Linked DNA regions of Sus scrofa: region 1 is linked to region 2. Evidence: chromatin contacts called from public Hi-C data. All regions are on one chromosome and are shown on one strand. Each heading gives the region's core, a stretch centred on a gene start, on an enhancer-like site or on the middle of the called end of the contact. The rest is flanking DNA. Distances are from core to core; before and after follow the strand shown. Region 1 has its middle 41 kb from the start of VEZF1. Region 2 has its middle 12 kb from the start of AKAP1.

The links. A called contact is a pair of places that touch in the nucleus more often than the background predicts.
Region 1: a Hi-C map of skeletal muscle shows a contact between it and region 2, with 7 times the contacts expected there. The contact joins two enhancer-like sites. A contact is called at or near these places in 1 of 47 Hi-C or Micro-C datasets (skeletal muscle) and 1 of 2 datasets of contacts at active chromatin or transcription factors (skeletal muscle).

What each region holds. Positions count from the first base shown.
Region 1 is chr12:34,220,775-34,224,069 of Sscrofa11.1, reverse strand. No RefSeq gene overlaps it. Among named protein-coding and RNA genes, the nearest start is that of VEZF1, 41 kb to the left of the region's middle. Within about 2 kb of position 1,604, at least 65 of the 83 cell types and tissues checked have an H3K27ac peak or open chromatin away from gene starts, as enhancers often do. A contact at or near this core is called in skeletal muscle, where this site is marked.
Region 2 is chr12:33,382,096-33,385,859 of Sscrofa11.1, reverse strand. No RefSeq gene overlaps it. Among named protein-coding and RNA genes, the nearest start is that of AKAP1, 12 kb to the left of the region's middle. Within about 2 kb of position 2,084, at least 45 of the 83 cell types and tissues checked have an H3K27ac peak or open chromatin away from gene starts, as enhancers often do. A contact at or near this core is called in skeletal muscle, where this site is marked.

The sequences.
Region 1 (3,295 bases), core at 355-2,854, 840 kb before region 2:
AGAGTGATTGCTCAGAACACAGTGATTCACTTAGAAGCAGAACCAGAGGCGAATGAATGGAAACTGTAGAGGAAGGACTCAACTAAGGAAAACATTCCAGATGGGATGCGAGATGCGAGGACGAGTGACTCACAGGAGCCAAGGGAAACGGCCATCCCCGAAGGTCTTTAGAAATGGGAACAAGTTCCATTTGTCTTGGTGGTTTAAGTGGTTTCATCTGGAGACAGGAAGAAGTAGAGGCCCCTCAAGATCTGTGTCAGCTCAGCGATGGGAGGGGAAAAGGAGCTGGAATTTTTGAGCTGGGACATTGCTCAAATCTGCCTAACCCCTTATTTTACTGTTGAAGTGACTGAAGAATGCCCATCACTGTAAGTAACTCATCCATTGAATAATGAGCCAAACATTTAGAATGGATGAGCAATGTGGTCCTACTGTATAGCACAGGGAACTATATCCAGTCTCTCGGGGTAGACCGTGATGGAAGATTTTTTTATTTTTATTTTTTGCTTGTTAGGGCTGCACCTGCGGCACATGGAGGTTCCCAGTCTACGGGTCAAATCAGAGCTACAGCTGCCGGCCTACACCACAGCCACAGAAACTTGGATTCCGAGCCGTGTCTGCAACCTACACCACAGCTCACAGCAACGCCAGATCCTGAACCCAGTGATCGAGGCCAGGGATCGAACCCGCAACCTCATGGTTCCTAGTCGGATTCGCCTCTGCTGTGCCACGATGGGAACTCCTGTGGCTGCATTTTTCAAATTTAGGAAAAGCATGTGTCCTAGAAATAGAAGGGAACAAGGCTTGCTTTTCGGAAGAGAATCTGATTAAGAATGAGCTGGAGTTCCTGGTGTGGCCCAGGGGAAACGAATCCTACTAGTAACCATGAGGTTTCAGGTTTGATCTCTGGCCTCCATCAGTGGGTTAAGGATCCAGCATTGCCGTGAGCTGTGGTGTAGGGGGCAGGCGTGGCTCGGATCTGGCATTCCTGTGGCTGTGGTGTAGGCCAGTGGCTACAGCTCCAATTCAACCCCTAGCCTGGGACCCTCCATATGCTGTGGTTTTGGACCTAAAAAGACAAAAGGCAAAAAATACTGGGTTAAGGATCTGGCATTGTCACTGCCGTGGCTTGGGTTGCTGCTGTGGCATGGGTTCGGTCCCCAGCCCTGGAACTTCCACATGCCCTGGGTGCAGCCAAAAAAAAAAAAAAAAAAAAAAAAAAAAATCCAAATAAATAAAATACTAGTGGTGAACTCTGCTTCCTGGGGTGAATTTAAATTGCCTGGTGCAAATTAAAGAAAAGCAGCAGCAGAAAACACTGTGGAGGATCTCTTGCTTCCTCCTCCCCTGTTCACTAGGGAAGCGTGGGGTTCCAGGAGGGCATCTGCAGACTCTGTTGCTCTCCGGTGACCAGCCGGCTGGATCCGGAGCTCTCGTGAGGTCCATGAGGTCTCCTGATTGTCTGTGGTCTTGTCAGGTGATCAGGCGGAGGAAATGATTTCACTTTGTTCAGGTCTGAGGTTAGTTTCGGTTTCAGGCTGTACCAGGAGCAGAGAGGCGGGGAGGGAGGGAGAGGGAGAGGGAGCGAGAGCCCGAGAGAGGAGGGGTGAGCTGGGAGAGTCTCACCATTGGCTGCGTCGGCCAGTGGCAAGGTGGATGGGTAGGGAACTCCTGTGCTGAGCGGGAAGAGGAGGAAGATGAGTCAGAGATGGAGTCGGGGAAAGGCAGCCATTGAGCAGCTGAGTGTCTGCAGACCGGGACGCAGGGTAGGAAGGTATCAGCAGGTATTCCTACGCAAAACCCCAGCCCGTCACAGACCACCACCGAGCTATGGGCGGGGAGGTCCCAGGGAAGCTGTCAAACACATTACCTGGGTGAGGGGCGTTTCCCATGAGCAGATGCAGAGCCGTGAGGAAAGGCAGGTGTAAGTGTGCCACGAAGCCTACACACATCATACACTGGTTTCCTTAAAACTCATGTCTTCTGGCATTTGCGTTTCCTTAAGGGAAAAAAAAAAAAAAAAGACAAATGAGGTTTAGAGCTGATAGTTGAGAACTTGCAGACCTTTGCAAGTTGGCGCATCCTCTAAGATGCTGTCTTCAGGCTGTCATTTTCCCTGAGACAGTTTGGGGCCGGTCTGGTGGTTGCACAGGGCATCATTATCCAGGAAAATCAGCACTTTTCCTCCCCTGCGTGGATCTGGGTGCGGCAGACACAGATGTTTCGTCCCACCTCCGCAGTGCTAAAGCATCGTTGCATTTTATTTCTTGAAGGCATACATTCATTTTATTTTGGAAAGAGAGAATTTCTGAATTTTAAAGCTGAAAAGGGTTTTGAAGATCATCCAGCCTGCTCCTAGAGGAATTTCTGGTCCTGGGTCATTAAGCACCTTGCCAAGACCTGTGGTATGTAGTTAAGATCTCCGAGTAGGATTGCCTGTGTTTGAATCCACCCTTGCTGGTTGCTGCTTTGTTCTTGGGACAGGTTACTCACTCTCTCTGAGTCTTAGTTTCCTGATGGGAAATAATAATATTCCCTCAAGATTGCTAATGAGAGTCAAATACTTATTCAGCCCCAAGCACAGTGCTTGGCAAATTGCGAGTTCTCAATAAATGTTAGCTGCTGCTACTGTTGTTGTCATTGTTGTTATTGTCATCTTTTTATAAAATCATGTGGCTAGTTAGTGGAGGATTTCATCACAGTCTTACAGTACACAGAGAGCACTGATGAAAGTTCTTGGGTGGAAATCTTTTTTTTTTTTTTTTTTTTTGCTTTTTAGGGCTGCACCTGCGACATATGGAGGTTCCCAGGCGAGGGGTCCCGTCGGAGCTACAGCTGCCAGCCTACACCACAGCCATAGCAACATCAGATCTGAGCCGTGTCTGTGACCTACACCACAGCTCACGGCAATGCCAGATCCTGAACCCACTGAACGAGGCCAGGGATCGAACCCGCAACCTCATGGCTCCTAGTCGGCTTCGTTTCTGCTGCGCCATGAATGGGAACTCCATGGTGTGGAAATCTTTTCATGAATGAATGTTCATAACAGAGCTGGAAGAAATGGGCTCAGTCCATTTATTAGATATAGTTAGACGTTGGGCATGAGGGCATAGGTTTACCAAATAATTTGTATCCGCAAATATCCCTGACTAGTGTTTAGAGGTTTCCTAAGTGCCAGACTGGTTACCTCTGCTGGGAAGGTTGGGGTGTTTTTCGATGTTTTTGTTGAGTTTTCCTCAAATTGGAAACATCCTTTTCAATGAGTTGTGGTGGCAAGCAGGCTTTGGGATGTAAT
Region 2 (3,764 bases), core at 835-3,334:
CCAGAGATGCAAAGACTAAACTAAAGAAACAAAGGAAATTAACCAGGAAAAGCAAGAGGAGAGGGGCAGACAGACAAGAAAGGAAACATGGAGAACTTAGAACTTTGCAGCCACAGCAGTATTTACATCCCAACACTACTGAGAGGATGAGGCGGAACGTGTAGCAATGAGCCAAGTCCTTATCTTCCAGAGGAGAAAAATAAATCACATAATATTTTTTAAAAGGAAGAAAGGAAGACATTATTTGGAAATACAGCCAGCCCCTCCGTCTCCGTGGACGCAGAACTTGAGGCCACACAGCCGACTGTAAGGGACTTGAGCATCCACAGCTTTTGGTATCTGCAGGGGCTCCTGGAATCAATCTCCCAGGAGATGGAGCGATGCCTGTCGAAAGGCACATGACAGGGAGGACAGCTGGCTCTAGAAGAGAGCAGGACAGGTGGGGCACCACTCAGGGCAAAGGACTGTTCTTTCAAACCTCAGCAGAGTAAAAACTCAAATCTTTCTACAAACAACGCTTTGATAAAAAGTTAATACAGGCATTCCCATCACGGCTCCACGGAAATGAATCTGACTGGTCTTCATAAGGACGCGGGTTCGATCCCTGGCCTCCCTCAGTGGGTTAAGGATCTAGCATTGCCGTGAGCTGTGGTGTAGGCTGCAGACATGGCTTGGATCTGGCGTTGCCGTGACTGTGGCACAGGCCGGCAGCTACAGCGCCAATTCGACCCCTAGTCTAGGAACCTCCACATGCTGTGGATGTGGCCCGAAAAAGACAAAAAAAAAAGTTAACACACTCTTGGAGTTCCCACTGTGACACAGTGGGATTGGCAGCATCTTGGGAGCGCTAGGATGCAGGTTGGATCCCCCGCCTGGCACAGTGGGTTCATGATCTGGAGTTGCTGCGGCTGTGGCCTAGGTTACCACTGTGGCTCGGATTCAATCCCTGGCCCCAGAACTCCATATGCCACGGGGCAGCCAAAAAAGAAAAAAAAAAAAAGAAGGAAGTCAATCCATTCCTAAAGATTAAGCACAGTGGATGCTCTCTTACAGAGAGCCATCATCATAAACATGTATTAGCATCAGTTCATTTATGCATAAATGTAATGCTTCATTTTTCCCATTATAACTGGTATCAATCTTGTTTCAGAGACCCCCACGTGCTTACTGACACATGGTAAGTAACCATCACAAAGAGATGCCTACTGACAGCTAGACCCTTCAGAGACAAGGCATTTGTTCTCCCTGCCCGCCCCCCCGAGGTCTAGACAGCTTCCAGTCTCAGGACCCATCAGGGATGGCCACTTAATAAAGATTTTTCATGCCCACGGTGAGCCAGGGTGCACTGGAGATGGGGGCGGGAGGTGGGGCGGAAGTCCTCAGGGCAAAGGTGGAGGGAGGAGTAGGGAGCAATTTCAGATAACAAGACAGGACTGGGAAGATGCAGCAACCAATGCAATAAACCTGCAGCCTCTCTCAGCAGGTTCAGAGGGCTGCGTTCTGAGCATCCCCTGTAAGGAACGAATTAATGATACTCCCGTGCTTCCAGAATAGCACTAGTTGGTAGAGTTGAGAAAGTCCCTTGGTCACTTTGGGCGCTGGGTAGTTTAAAGGAGGAATCTAGGCTGAGAAAGGCTGGGTAGAGTGTGCCTGGGAGAGGGGAGAGCTTTAGCAGAACGGTCAGAGCAGGCTTCTCTGAAGAGGTGGCGGCAGAGGGAACAGTGAAGAGCAGCTGTGCCAAGATCAGGGCGGACAGGGAAAGGAGACGGGGAGAAAGTTCCAGCAGGGAGAAGATGAGCCAGAGTCCTGCGGCAGGAACAAGCCCAGCTGACTCAAGGGACAGAAGGGGAAGCAAAGATGAGGCTGGAGGGCTGCTGCCAGAGAAACCACTCCCCAGCATCACTGGGCAGGAACCAGGTGCTAAAGGCTAAGAACCTGGAGGAACAAACAGGTTCACCCACACTGGGGGGGTGGGGGTAGGGGGAGACGGAGGACAGACACACACAGTCCCACAGAAGCCCTTGTCACCTCTTTGAATCAGACTTTGCAAAAACAACCTTGCTCTCTAGCCAACATAAACCATAGGCCACAGAGGACCTTATATGGCTCGAAGCTTTCTTAATCAGAAACAGAGAGATGGGCTGGAGTAGGCAGCTCCAAGTGAGAGGAAAGAAGGAACAAAAAAAAGGGGGCGGGGGAGAAAAGATGCTGGTGAGGGTGAGGAACAGAGCTTGTCAATCTCCTTTTTCATCCCCTCACCCTCAGGGCTCCTGGGTACGAATTCCCACGGGGTGCCAGGGTGTGCCTCCTCCCAAGGTTTTATCTTGGCTTAAGCTAGAAGTTAGCAGGCTGCCAAGGATCCACGGTTTGACAGAGATTTTAGGGGCCTACCCTCAGGCGGGCTGACTTCCCATGAAAGTGGGATGATGCGATTTCCTGAGAAACTGGCTGCCGGGTCGCCCACTGCCGGGTCGCCCTTGCCTAGGACAGCAGTCCCGACCTAGGAGTGCCCGCTCCCTGGGCGGCCTTGGTCACACGCCTGGCTGGCCCAGGAGGCTGGGCTGGGCCCCTGCGGCAGGGCCCGATAGAAAAGGCAGTCCCCAGGGACCTCTCAGGCGGCCACTCACACCACATGACAATCTCTACAGTGGCTTTATCCTCCTTCCTCCCCTGATTAGGAGATGCAACAGCTTCGGCACCAGGCCCTGCCCTGTACACTGAAGCCGCTCGAACTTGGCCCTCCTAAAGGATCCTACCTGCTAAAAATAGCATGACAGCACATGCTTGGCCGGGAGGGCCCCACCAAAGTCAAAGGACAAAGCAAGGAGGTTATTCTCAGCACGGCCTCTTCTCACTAGAGACACAGCTCAGGCCCATCCCAGGGCACGCCTCCTTCCTTCCAAGGCACCCTTCTCTCTGGAGGGAAAGGAGAGGGCTGGTGAGGAGGAGACTGTGGTCCCAGCCAAGGCTGGAGGGAAGGGGTGGGGGCGGGAGAGGCTGAGGGCTGGGCTTGAAAGGATCCTGCTGCCCCCCCACCCCCAACAGGGACCAAGCCACTCTCTGCTGAGGGCCAGGGGACAGTCTCATGACCCCTGCATGAGGTCTGACAGCCCACACTATTATTAGCCAGGAAAGGAGTGAGGGACTCCAAGGCTGCCTTTTCAGCCAGGTGACCAAGTTAAGTCAAACTATCTTCAGAGCAGTTTTCCAGGCCTTAAGGCATGGCTACTAACTAGTCTAGCAGGCTGTCTCTTAGTCACATTCCTTACTAGCACAGCTCGCTCGAAGGCACTGGATTGGTGGCATAATTCTGAGGATTAAACACTGCAAAGATAAGGGCACGAAGGAGCAAGATCCTTAACTTCTGTTTCCTGTAAAATGACACCATCCTAAGAAATGGGATATAAATACTTCCCTCCTAGGGCTGAATGAGGCTGGAATGACTGAACAGCCTGACTCAGTTTGTGGGATTTATGCTTTTACGCTTTAAAAAAACAAAAACAAAAACCCAGTTTCACTTTCTGGATGAGCAGAAGGGCTAATGGGGCAGTAAACAGACTGCCTCTAGGCATGGAACTAAAGATCCCAAACCCTGATCTAGGTCCCAAGCCAGCCCAGCCCTGTGTCCTGGGATCAGCTTACCTTCCTCAGGGCCTCAGCTTCCACAGTACAAACTATAAATTTTTAATCTCATAGGGTTAGGAGAGAATAAAAAGGGAACAATGTGAAAAAACCTCCTAAGTTATCAGGTATACAAAAGGTGC